Regions from separate parts of the Mus musculus genome. Here region 1 is linked to region 2. A link is a contact called in public HiChIP or PLAC-seq data. All regions are on one chromosome and are shown on one strand. The core of a region is the stretch at or near the end of the contact, and the rest is flanking DNA. Distances in the headings are between cores, read along the strand shown.

Evidence for each region. HiChIP or PLAC-seq counts read pairs in DNA pulled down with a chosen protein or histone mark.
Region 1: an HNF4G HiChIP or PLAC-seq map of pancreatic cancer cells shows a contact between it and region 2. The contact joins two enhancer-like sites. A contact is called at or near these places in 1 of 39 promoter capture datasets (liver) and 1 of 115 datasets of contacts at active chromatin or transcription factors (pancreatic cancer cells).

Annotation. Positions count from the first base shown.
Region 1 is chr7:99,082,689-99,089,424 of GRCm38.p6, reverse strand. Uvrag (UV radiation resistance associated gene) reads left to right here. Exons shown (of 15, transcript NM_178635.3): 5 at 1,250-1,324. Among named protein-coding and RNA genes, the nearest start is that of Uvrag, 55 kb to the left of the region's middle. Within about 2 kb of position 3,989, at least 91 of the 459 cell types and tissues checked have an H3K27ac peak or open chromatin away from gene starts, as enhancers often do. A contact at or near this core is called in pancreatic cancer cells, where this site is marked.
Region 2 is chr7:98,320,655-98,327,531 of GRCm38.p6, reverse strand. It overlaps a transcript of Acer3 not described here. Among named protein-coding and RNA genes, the nearest start is that of Acer3, 15 kb to the right of the region's middle. Within about 2 kb of position 3,026, at least 9 of the 459 cell types and tissues checked have an H3K27ac peak or open chromatin away from gene starts, as enhancers often do. A contact at or near this core is called in pancreatic cancer cells, where this site is marked.

The DNA.
Region 1 (6,736 bases), core at 2,740-5,239, 760 kb before region 2:
AAGTGAGTTCCAGGACAGCCAGGGCTACACAGAGAAACCCTGTCTTGAAAAACAAACAAACAAACAAACAAACAAACAAACAGAAAAAAAGAAAACTTCTTGCTTGACTTATGGTGGCCATTACACATTAGTGATTACAGAGCCATCTTTTCTGTTGCTGTGTTTGGTTCAGTAAGCAACCAGGTAAACGGGAAGTGTGTGGTTCATGGAAGGAGGGCAGTAGAGGCCGGTGCTCACAGGGGCTATCTGCTGATGGGTGGCACTGGCTGTTCCGGATCTTGCTGAGGCGTTCCTCACGGGAAGCCCGTGTTTTTACCCTTTTGTAACTCTTCACTTGAATTCCTCATTTCAAAAGCAGAGCCTTTTTTTTTTTTTAACCACAATTCTTTCTGATGAAATGGGTGTTCATTTCATAGTTGAGTATTATTTTAGATCTCAGTTCTTCTTCCCTCCTCTCCCCATGTGTTTTTTGAGACAGGGTCTTAACTATGAAGCATGGGCTGGTCTAAACTTACGGTCTTCCTGCCTTTTCTCCCCTCCCACCAAGTAAGGGTTACAGGTCTGTGCCACTGTGTCTCACTACTTCTTTATTTTTTTTAAAAAAGAGATTTATTTTTATTTTATGTGTATGGGTGTTTTGACTGTTGTGTGTCTGTACACTGTGTGTGTATTGTGCTCCTGGAGGGCAGAAGGAGGTTGGGTTCTCCGGGATGATAGCTATAGCCAGTCACCTTACATGGGTCATGCCAATGGAATCCTGGTGCTCTGGAAGAGCAGCCAGTGCTCTTAAGCCCAGAGCCGTCTCCAGTCCCTGTTTTTTAATCCTTCCAAGTTGTATTTTTCCGGTCTTGCAGGTGAAGTTGGGTCAGCACAGGGCAGTTGATCCCAAAAAGACCAGAAAGTAGAAGCTAATCTGATGTCATAATTTTAAAGCATTTGTAGAGTTTTTTTATTTTTAATTTTTTTAGTGGTTTGCTGCTGTCCTTCAGGCATAACTGTTCCATCACAAGTTAACAATGTTGGTGACAATCACTAATGGCTCCAATAGCCTCACGTGGTGTTTGTGAGGCTTTTGACTAAAGCTGGATGGACTGTCCTCTCTGTCACTCACTGGCCTTTGAGACCTGATTTCTTTGCTGCCCCTTTTGTTTAGGTGGAGCCGGCCTGTTCGTTGGCATGGAAATTTCAGCTGTTATGCTCTGACATCTGGAATAAGATCAACTAATAGTATGTTTTCCTCCTTCCTTAGATCCATGCCCGCAACCAGAATGAAATCATTTTTGGGCTGAATGATGGCTACTACGGTGCTCCCTGTGAACACAAGGTAAGAGGGGTCTCCGAGTGCTCTGAGTTTTGGTTAGTACAGGGCCTGTGCACCCGGGAAGCTGGACTCCCGAGAAGAGCTGAGCAGTCAGAATCGTGTTGTAAGTGTCCCTTTGAGTCTGCTCTTCGGGGTGGTGTGGAGGAATGCCTTCCGCAGTGAGAACGAGTTTCGCAGGACACACAAGCACGCTGAGAAGTCGGTACTAAATCCTGATCATGTTTTCTCAAAGGGAAACCTGAGCTAGCTGGTTTCTGCATAATTCCTGGGGGATTAAGAGAGTGGTGAGCTGGGCATGGTGGCATAGGCTTGCAGTCCTAGCCACTTAGAAGGCTGTGTGTAGCAGGAGGACTAAAGGTCAGATACTGCCCAGGTTCAGAGTGAGTTCAAGGCCAGCCTAGGAAGCTGAGTTAGGCCCTGTCTCAGAATGAAAAGAGGCTGGGTGTGTTGCTCAGCAGTGGGGCTTTACCACCGTGCTGGAAGCCCAGGTTCAATCTTCAGTCCTGCCCTCCCCCCAAAATAGGCAAGGTGACTTTTGTCTAAATGGAAGAGTTTAATGGAAATGTTCAGTTGTGTTTATCATTCTCAGTAAGCCTAAGAAACCCAAATTGTGCTGGACATAGTCGCATATGCTATTAATCCCAGCAAGTGGGAAGCAGAGGCAGGTGTATCCTTGTGAGTTTGAGGCTAGCCTGGTCTACATAGAGAGTTCCAGATCAGCCTGATGTATACAGTGAGATCCAGCCTCAAAAGAGAGAAAGAAAGGAACTGAAACTGAAGCTGTTTCGTAGCCATTGCTGTCTCTGCATCTAAAGGTGATGAGAGGAAGGCGAGGCAGAGCCCCGTTTGTTCTTAGCCGGGAGCTTCTGTGAGCAGCATCCTTGTGGCGGGGACTCAGCATCTGCCTCCTGTTTACACTCACCACAAACCACTGTGGTGGTGGCTTTGTTCTCCATCTCACAGTACAGGCAGGAACTGACTGGGAGGATGCACTCCATAGGGTCTAGAGAGCGGCTGAGCTGAGATGTTAGTTATGTGCCCAAGGCTGCTTCCCCCACTCTGACAACTTTTACCAAAAACCAAACCAACCAACCAACCAAACCAAAACAGTCCTCCCCCAGCCTTTTGTAAACTCTTCACATTGCTTTTGCTCAGAAATTGTTGCTCATAATCTCTGCTGTGAGGATGTCACACTCGGATGCCCTGTCTGTCATTCCTGAGTGCCTGCCCAGGGTTGGCTCCTGTGTTCAGTGCTGAGCACAGTGGTGAAGGAGGGCTGGGGGCAGACACACCCCTCCCTTCCAGCTGTTTGGCTAAGACAGGAGGATGGCCTGTCCTGGTCCCCAGAGGAGGGATTTGGTTGCTAACGTTGTAATCCAGGTTCTGAATAGAAGACAGTATGTGAAAGGTGTGGGCGCTGAATGGAGAGAGCTTTCCAGGGGAGGAGGCTGAGCTTGAAAGGCCACAGAGTAGAAAGGGCACAAGGTGAGTCTGAGGGACAGAAGGGAGGTGAGAGTAGCCCCAGGCCAGCCCATGGGGAGTTTCGAGATTTTATCCACAGGACAGAGGCGTGTGCTCTAACCAGATTTATGTAATAGTTTAGCTCTGGCTTATTTTAAAGAGCAAGAGTGACTGTGGAGAGACAGTGAGAAGGACCTTGCAGTGCCATGGACAAGAGATGACAGTTTGGCATGGACCATAGCAGGGTAGGGAAGACAGATGACATCCAGGCCCAGGCACGTGCTAGGCAAGCTCTTTACCACTGAGCCACACACCCAGCTAGGAAGGCGACAGAGTTGGGGTTTTAGGAGAGAAAATCACTAGGATTTGTTGTGGTTTGCATTTGAGATAAAAGGAAAAAAGAGATGTCAAGGGTGATTTTGGATTTCTGGTTTAAAGTAACTGGATAGATGAAAGATGATAGCCACAGGAAGCTTAGCGACAAGGCGGGGTGGGCAGGGAGGAAGAGCACAGATCCTGAGGTAAGATGGCCACAGGCATGTGCAGTGTCTTTAAACCCCTGTGTTGACGACAAGTAGCCATCTGAATTCCTGAACCTGGAGAGAAATGAACTATAAACATGGGGCGATGACAAAGCCTCTGAAGTCATGTGAGACACAGGCTGGCAACATGCTGTTCAGTAGAGAAGGACTGAGTAGCCCAGGCTGGAGAAGAAGCAGGCAGTGGTGTGACCAAGAAGCAGTAGAGCACGTGCTGCTGGGTCTGGGGCCCAGCGTCTCTGCTTTCTTCTCTCCCATCTCGGTAAACTGTGGGCTTGGCTGGTCCTGTTGCTTTGTTTTTTAAGGAGATGCAGTGGTCAAGTAAACCAAGAACAGAAAAATTGCGTTGTGTACTTTAGCAAGTGGATTTATGCTAGGTGGTGTCTTTAGAACATCCAACTCCGGAAGTCTTCCCTTTGTGTCCCAGCTTCATCTTCTGAGTTCCTGGAGTCCTTGAACATCTTCCAGATCTCCTCTGCCAGATGCACTGCTCTGTCCAGTGGCCTGCCCTTCTTCCCTCTGTAGGCTTTGTGGGGTCAGACTGACATGAGCAATGCTGACCTTCCCTCACCCACCCTCCCCAAACTCCCTGCCACAATGCTTGGGACATGGTATTTACTTAGTAAAAACATTTGGGATTAAGTCAGAGACTTGTGAGGCTGCCATTGCTGGGCTGTTTGCCATTGCCAAGGCTGGCTGTCCTGGTGTGGGAGGGAGGGTGACTCACTCTGCAGCCGGTCCCTGACTCTACATCTGGTAGAGTCTTGCAGTCAGAGGCAATGGTAGCATTCAGAGCCAATGTCTGCCCGCCATTGTAGTTAAAACCCCAAGAACCCCACGGCTAGAGACTCACAGTTGGTGACCGTTGGTGTAAGCACCAGTACCCGGCTTCTCTGTCTACTTGTGAACAAGTAGAAAGTTTTGAACAAGTTTTGAACAAGTTCAGACAAGATGGGTGACAGGAAAATGGAGTTCAGAAGGTGGCTTGAGAACAGATAAAACTGACTGGCAAACATTGTTTAACTTTGACTAAAAGCTCGCCATGACTAAAAAGGCTTGTGTGCATTTCCTCTTGACCTGATCCTCTTCCCTCCAAAATAACAGAGCAAATGGAAATGAAGTCGTCCCATTATAGACAAAGCCTAGTCCTCCAAGCCAAGCAGTGTTGTGTGTTGGCATAGACAGTTCCTCATGATGTAGCATCTGGGAGGAGCTGAGCCACGCATGCCCAGCCTTCAGAGCTCATGGATAAGCCACCTAGAGCTGCTGAGGAGGAGAAAGCTACAGCCCAGAGGGATTTGAGAGGGTCTTTCAAGATGGGGTCTGGGAATTTTTTTTTCCTTTGTGGAAGCTTGGGAACGTGGAATGAATAGTTAACCCTAACAGTAGTAGCAATAACTAATATTTAGTGAGCGCTTAATAACTAATATTTAGTGAGTACCTAATTTACTACCAGGTAGCAAACACTTTCCATCTTTACTGTGTTTTAACTCCACAGTTGTTTGTCTATAGAAAAGAAACTGGTACAGAGAGATTTAGTAATTTTCCTAAGATTGCACAGCAGACAAATAGCCAGAGCCGGGATTCAGACCCAGATGGTTAGGAAATGTTTATCAAGTATGTGCTTGTTATGTGTGCTACATTTTATTCCGTAGTCCTCCAGTTAATTAGCTTTGTCAGTTTAGAATTCTTTAGCAACTTTCAACAGAACTCTTGCAATATCAGCTGACACTTAAAAGCATTATCTGAAAAGACTTATCTGTATTACTTGTGCTCTTGTGTCTGTGTGTATGGTTACAGGTGCCTACAGAGGCTGTGTGTGTGTGTGTGTGTGTGTGTATGTACATGTACAGGTCCCTACAGAGAATATGTATGTATGTGCCAATGCAGGAGCCTGCAGAGAGTGGCTGTGCCATGGCTCCCTGGAGCCAGAGTTGCAGGTGGTGTGAGCTGCATGCTGGAGGTGCTGGACACTGAACTCTGGTCTTCAGCAAGAGCAGTGCCGAGTGATTGCTTTTAACCACCGGTACATTTCCTCAGCAACAAAAAGCGTGGTTCTTTGTGACTATTGGTGAATATATTAAGACTGTCTCTGGGGGCTGGTGAGGTGGCTCAGCGGTTAAGAGCACTGACTGCTAAAGGTCCCGAGTTCAAATCCCAGCAACCACATGGTGACTCACAACTATCCATAATGAGATCTGATACCCTCTTCTGGTGTGTCTGAAGACAGCTACAGTGTCCTTACATATAATAAATCTTAAAAAAAAAAAAGAAAAGACTGTCTCTGGGTTGGAGAGATGGCTCAGCAGTTTAGAGTATTGGCTGCTCTTCCAGAGGTCCTGAGTTTAATTCCAGCAATCACATGTTGGCTTACTGCCATCTATAATGGTATCTGATGCCCTCTTCTGTCATGCAGGCATACATGCAAATAGAGCACTCATATACAGAAATACATCTTTAATAAAAAATCTAGATTAAAATAAATGGGCCTGGTGAGATGGCTCAGCGGTTAAGAGCACTGACTACTCTTCCAAAGATCCTGAGTTCAAATCCCAGCAACCACATGGTGGCTTACAACCATCCATAATGAGAGCTGATGCCCTCTTCTGGTACGTCTGAAGACAGCTACAGTATACTTAGATATAATAAAAAATAAATCTTAAAAATGTCTCCTATACCAAACAAAAAGCAAGTCAAAGAAATGTAGACAATCAAACATAGTAATGAACATTCTGGCATAGGAATTGAAGTGTAGGGAAGTGGCTGAGCGAGCACTCCCGGCTGAGATAGAGACAAATGGATGTGGAAAAGAAACTTCAGAACTTTAGAATAAACTTGAAGGGGGAAACTTGAAGCTACCAGGGAGAAGAGCTTTCCTTACTAAAGAGAGTAAAGTTGGACCCTCATCACCTGCAGCAGGTGCTAGAAGTCTTAACTGGAAAGCGCTGGCTGTCACCCACTAGTGAGCAGCCTTGCCTCTAGCACTGTTTCAGGCAAAAGGGCATAACAGCTACATTTAATTTCTAAGTTGAGCTTTACAGCTCACAGACATTTCACCAACAGGGAATGACCTGAAAGGGATGATGTGCGATGTAAGAGAACGTAGACTGTAAATGGTCCAGACAGAAGGGGTTTAACTGCTGACAAAAGCAAGTACGTGATAAACTAGTACTTTTTGGCTGTTGTGATGAGATATCTGAGAAGAGAGATTGAAGAGAGGCAGGTTTATTTTAGCTCACAGTTTGAAGGGATACAGTTGATCTGGACAGGAAGGCGTGGCTGCAGGATCAGGATGCATCAGTTACATTGTATCCACTGTCAGAAAGTAGAGCAAGTGCTGGCCCTGAGCTTATTCCCGTGGAGAGTCCAGCCCACCTGATGTTATACTCCCTCCCCCACCCCCCACCCCCCACCC
Region 2 (6,877 bases), core at 1,777-4,276:
AATGGCTTAGTGCTGAAGAACACTCAATGCTCTTGCAGAGGACTGCAGTTGCTTTCCAATACCCATCCTAGGTGGCTCACAGCTGCAGGTAATTCTGGGGATTGATGCCTTCTTCTGGACACACACGCGCGCGCACACACACACACAGTACACATAATAAAGAAGAAATGAAAATAAGGGGGAGAGAGAGAGGAGGGAGAAGAACTACTTAAGCGTGTGCTCTTCCAGGAAGCCCTCTCTGAAGCCTTCTTGCGGGGCTAGGATACAGGCTCTCTCAGTTTCTTGCATTCCCCGTTCGTTTCTACTTGGTTCAGATTGTGTGTCACATTCATTGTCCATGCATACCCCCATCATGGCTGTAAAACTGTCCTCAGGGATTCGGACCTAGCACAAGGCCATGCAGGCTCTGAGTGGAGTCGAAAAGCTTGTGAATTGGACAAAGCATCAGTGATGAAACAGGGCGATTCTGCCTGCATTTCCAATTGGTGGCTTTATTTCAGAGAGCATTTACCATAATAAGCCTGTGTGTAAATATTTCTTTAAAATTGTGTTCATTGATTTGTATTGGTGCATTGGTGTTTTGCCTGTATGCATATCCAGAGTTCCTTCTAGAACTGGAGTTACAGATAATTGGGAGCTGCCATGTAGGTGCTGGGAATTGAATTCAGGTTCTCTGGAAGGACAGCCAGTGTACTTAACTACTGAGCCATCTCTCCAGCCCTGTCTAAACAATTTTATGAAGGCTATGAAGAGTTTCCTCTGTGTTTGCCAGCTGCTCCCTTGAAGCCTAAAACTTCTCCCAAGTCTATGGAACTGCACTGTTTCTAACTTCCAGGACAAGACCCGGAATGCTGTGTGCAAGCAGTGTGTAGACCGATGCAGCAGAGTGGTGAGGGATGAAAGCTCCAGGCTCTCTATGGCTCTGCACCTCAGGCACAAGGCAGTGCTCTGCTCACCTGCTGTGCGACCCTTGCCTCTCCTGCTGTGGAAACCACTGGTAGAATGAGGGCTATTGATGGGTGTACGGGTTGAAAGCTTGAACCAGGAAGTGATGGTGGTTTTTAGGGCACAAGGATGGCACCCCCACGAATGGGAGAGGTGCCCAGTGAAGGTGCCCTAGAGAAACTCCTCACCTCTCTTTCTTCCATGAGGATACAATGGTTCTACAGTAGCTTGCCAGCAGGGGAAGAAGGCCTCACCAGAACACAGCCGTGATGGCACCCTGACCTCAACTTTCCGGGCTCCAGAAGGGCGCTAACCAGCCTACTGGGTGTGTTACTTCCAGCCACTGAGTTTGGGATTTTTGTATAGCAGCCAGAATCAGGACAATGGCCTTGGAGTAGATTTTACCATGTGCTCACAAAACCACACTGGAGATCAGTTCTGTGACGGTTCCACAGAGTAAACGATGAAGACAAAAGACATCCTCAGGAGATCTCGGTGTGGGGATGGAAGTGTCTGAGTGATACAGAGGCCCTCTAGAAGACTCAAGATCTCCCGAGGGCCAGCTGTACCCAGGCACTTTCTAAACAACGTCTAATTCAATGTCCCCTTCATGGAGATGTCACACTACCTTTAAGTTCTAGTTGTGAAGCAAGGACTCCAGAATCGAGGAGGCCTGGTGGGGCCAGCAGGTAGCAGAGCTGCCACTAGAATCCATGTCTACTCGGCTCAGAGGCCAAGGCGACTCCCACCAAACTCCAGCACTGTCTAACTTCAGGATTAAAAACAAAGATTAATATATTATGTATGAAAATGTCCTAAAGGTACACTATTTTATGTGCTCACTAAAACATTAATTAAAAAGAAAATCCAGATAAAAATAATAAGGGGCTAGACTGTAGCTCAGTTGGCGGAGTGCCTGCTTAGTTAGCACTAATGAAGCCCTGGGTTCAATCCCCAGCGTGGCATAACCTGGGAGTGGTGGTGCATGCAAAGGGAGATGGAGGCAAAGGATCGGAGGTTCAAGACCATTACCAGCTACATAGCAAGAAGGCAGCATGGGCTATATGGGATTCTATCTCAAAAAAAAAATAAAAATGAATATTAAAAATTTTAAAATAATTAATTTGGGAAAAATCTATGACCATTTCCTTCCTGTCTCGGAACTTGGTTTTTTATTAGTGTGTGTGTGTGTGTGTGTGTACATATGTATGCATGCAGATACCACAGAGTACATGTGGAAATCAGAGGATAACCCGTAGAAGTCAGTTTAGAGATTTAGCGTGCAGACCTCTGGTATGGAACTCAGGTTGTCAGATACAGTGACCCTATTAGGTCTCTAGTCGGACTTCTTTAGCCAGGATCTTTATCCTCTGGGCCAACTTCCCAGCTCATGACTGATTCTTTGAAGGGCAAAGAGGAGACCAGTGCATGGCTCAGGAAGATTGACTTTGGAAGGAGTAGCAGAAGGCATTGTGGAGGGAGGTGGCATCATACAGGGCCTTGGCACAGTTTAGGAGGCAAAAGGAAGTCCTTAGAGAAATGAAAGCAGGGGCAGGGACTCAGCCTTCACAGGAACACTTGGGTCCAAGCACATCATGTTGGCCTAGCTGAAGAGACTTGTCCAGAGATCTCACTGTCAGTCATTCGTGAAGCCAAGAGGTAGGTCCATAACCCTAGTCTCCCATCCCTCCAAGGGGTAAGAACAGAGCTCACAGTCAAAGTCATAACACCTATGCTCTGACCAGAGCTCCATCGTGTCTCCTAAGAAGTTACTTTTCCCTTGGCCAGCTCTTGTGCTTAACATACATACCTGTGGCTCAGTGTCTATCCAGGAGGTAGTCATAATGCTAAAACTGAATTCAAGTTAGGTTGCTTTCTACTGCTATAATAAACACCATAACCACAATCATGTTGGAGAGGAAAGGGTTTAATTCTCCTCACAGCTACAGTCATTCAGGAAGGGTAGCCAGGCCGAGAACCTGGAGGGTAGGAACTGAAGCAGAGACCATGGAGGAACACTACTCACTGGCTTGCTCTCTCTGACTTGCTCAGTTTGCTTTTTCATACACCTCCCCCACTTTTAATAACTGACCAGGGATGGCATTGCTCAAGTGGGCTGGGCCCTTCCAAATCTTAGCAATCAAGAAAATGCCCCAAGGGCTGGCCCCATGCCAATCTGATGGGGGTATTTTCTCAGTTGAGGTTTCCTCTCTTAGATAAATCCAGCTTGTGACAAGCTGACAAAATAAAACTAGCCAACACAGTTTCCCACACCCACATCAGATGGCTCACAGTCACCTGGAACTTAATCTCTGTGGGATTTGATGGCTCTTCTGGTCTTCAAGGGCACTTGTTCTGGCATGTGCATTATACCATTCCACACACGTATACACATAATTATAGTATTTTTAATTATTTCCCCTTTGTGTGCCTTGGTTCCTCATTATAATGAAGATAATAAGGTATTTAGGTGATAGATTTATTGTAGATACTAAGATATTGTACATAAAATATGGCTACAGCACCTGAAACAGTTCCCAGTATTTGTGAGATATTACCCAATCATGTCATTACTGACAATTACATATGTAATAAGGAAAGCAAATAAGAGAAAGATTTGGATGCCTTCCATGAAGACACCTGGCATAGAAGATAAGTGGCCAGTATAACTTTGGCCCCTGGAAGTGAAGATAATACTTTGGAATTTGACTGCAGCACTGTTAATGAAGGGGACCACCCATGGGATGTCGGTTTGGCATGGCTCCCAGGACCTATTCAAAGGCAAATGATGCTGTTTCCTTTCTTCCTTCTCCCCAGTGGCCTACGAGCTTGCCAGCACAGCATCCTTAACTGTGCCCCCATCTGCCCACACCTTTGACTCCAGCAGAGCCTGGTTAACAAATAACAAGCATGTGTGTGTAGTCAAAGCCACCATTGCTGCATTCCACATCCCCTTGACTGTGTTCTTTTTGCCAGAAACCTTGCCGAGCACACAATCATCTGTCACAGCAGAAATGTCCCTTGCCATCTGCTGATGTCCTCTGGCTGTATCAAATATCATAGGAGACCCTCCACAACCCAGACCATACCCCTACCTTGCTCAGATGCCTCTATGCACCTCTAGGGTTGACCCTCCTCCCACCCCTGCTCCCCAGGAGAGTGTTTGAGGCTCACCACCCCCACCCCTGACTGCCTTGGCCATGTCTTCTCTCGGCCTCTTCTGAGCCTCTGCTCCACACCCCAAACCGCAATTTCTTGGACTTTGGCATCTCTGCACCTTTACCCTGTGTTTCCCTACTATGGTGGTCTCCCCAGAGCATCTCACACCCAAAGATGCCAAGATTCTTTTCTCACGTTATCACAGCCTGATTCTGTAGCACTTCTCATACACGGGCCGCCCCAGGTCTTGCGCTGTGTCTATCTTCCTTTGTGAATCAAACGGTGTATTAGTCAGGGTTCTCTAGAGTCACAGAATTTATGGGTAGTCTCTATATAGTAAAGGAATTTATTGATGACTTATAGTCTGCAGCCCAATTCCCAACAATCGTTTAGTAGTAGCTGTGAATGGAAGTCCAAGGATCTAGCAGTTACTCAGTCCCACACAGCAAGCAGGTGAAGGAGTGAGAGACTCTCTCTTCCAATGTCCTTATACAGTCTCCAGCAGAAGGTATAGCCCAGATTAAAGGTGTGTTCCACCACACCTTTAATCCCAGATGACCTTGAACTCGGAGATTTAATCTTCTTGAATCCATAGCCACTATGCCTCAAGATCTCCATAGCAAGATCCAGATCAGAAACTTCTATCTCCCAGCCTCCAGATAAGGGTCACTGGTGAGCCTTCCAATTCTGGTTGTAGTTCATTCCAAATATAGTCAAGTTGACAACCAGGAATAGCCACTACAAACGGGCACTCAAAGACTACATGATCTGGGGCTGCTCTCACTTCCCCATGCCTCCTGCATCTCTCTTCCTCCTTTCTCTCTCACACTTCTGCATGGTTTCCCGAACACTCCCAAATGTAACCCAAATCCAGTAGACGAGGCCCCAGTCTTCTGTAACACCTGTTCTTGTTTGTAAAGATGTCCTGAAAGAGCTTTTTGCCTCCCAGTCTGCTGCTGCTGAGGGAGATCAACCAACCCTGCATCATTTTGTATGCAGGTTGTTGTCAGCAGCCTTCCACCAGCTTCCTTTCTGTCTCAGATCCACCCAAGCGCCTGGTACAAGCACCCCATTGCCACACCCAAAGTTTCTGTCACACTCCTCTTGGGTCTGGTTTTGCCTTTCCACTCTTAGCTACTCCCTCGTGTCTCCTGAGCTATTTCTTTTTCTTTTATATCAGACTGAATTTTGTTTATTTTTATTATATATATTTATATATGTATACACACACACACACATATATTTTGCTTATTCACTTTATATCCCAGTCATCCCTCCCACAATCCTTCCTCCACCCTTCCTCCCCTTATCCTTTAAGCCAGTGAGGGTCCTCCTGGGTACCCCCTATCACTACCCTGGCACTTCAAGTCTCTGCAAGACTAGGCCCTTCTTCTCCCACTGGGGCCAGACAAGGCAGCCCAGCTAGAAGAACTTATTCTACAAACAGGAAACAACTTTTGGGACAGCCCAGTCCTGAGCTATTTCTAATGCCAAACAGCCCCATGCAGTTTTCTTCTGGAGAAGTGAGTTAGGGTCTCCTTCTGTAAACACTGGCTGACTCTGACATCAAATTTGTAGCCTCCTGAGCTGGAACTACAGATGAGTGCCACCCAACCTAGTTGCCCTGTTTTGTTTCTGACCTTTGAAGCTTGGTGACTATTTTTTCCCTTTTCTCTCCTTTCCAAATGCTATTATTATATAGTTACCTCTAGGCAGGAGGTGGCTGAGTTCAGGGACATTGACATTCAGTGTGGTCTCACAAATATAACTGATCTCTGGGTTTCTGGGGGACAGCGCCCTTTGGTTAGTTGCTGCCTATTTGCTAGCCTGACGTCGGGGTTCCTGGTCCTCCTGTGTGCTCACATGAAGTCATTCTTCTCCATGAGGAAAGTCGGTCACCATTGTTCGGAGACACCTCCTTGAATATGTCACCACAGCACTAACTCCCAAGGAGTAGGCCTCCCAGTTCATTATTGCTGTTGAGAATCTGTATATTTTTATTTTTCTGGATAGGATGGCTTCTTTTTGTCTTTGGAACAGGATTTCTGTCACTCTGTCCCACTTTGCTCTTAGTTCTGAACTGTTGTAGGGAGCGGGGCCCTCTGCATGGAGGACGGCTGGGAGGGGTTAGTACTAGCAGAGGTTAGCTTCCTCTGTGAGTCAGGCTGTCTCAAGACCCAAGAGGAGTGGCAGATGAGACAAAGCTAAAGGACAGAGGAAGTTAGCAGGGAACAGAGAACAGTGAAGTCATAGGAGCAGAGAGATGGGAGAGCAGAAAATATTCTATATCATATTCTTCTAAGGTAAGTATATTAAATATATTCTTTTCTTTTCTCTCTCTCTCATTCTCCCTTCCTTCCTTCCTTCCTTCCTTCCTTCCTTCCTTCCTTCCTTCCTTCCTTCCTTCCTTCCTTTTTGAGACAGGGTCTCCTTACCATATAGCATAAGCTGGTCTTGAACTCAAAATCCTGCTTCAGCCAGCCAGGAGTTGGATTACAGGTATGGGCCACCAGACTAGCTTTTCCTTCTTTTCTTCCCTTTTAAAAATTGAGACAGAGTTATGTTATGTATCCCTGCCTGGCTTGGAACTTACTGTGTAGCCCTGGCAGGCTTAGCAGTCACAGAGATCCACATGATGCTACCTCCTGAGTGCTGGGATAAAAGATGTGTGCCACCATACCTGGCTTCTAGGATTTTTAAAAAAAATATATTTTTGTATATATTTCAATGAAGAATGCTTCTTCTAAACATAGTCATGAAGAAAGTGTTCATA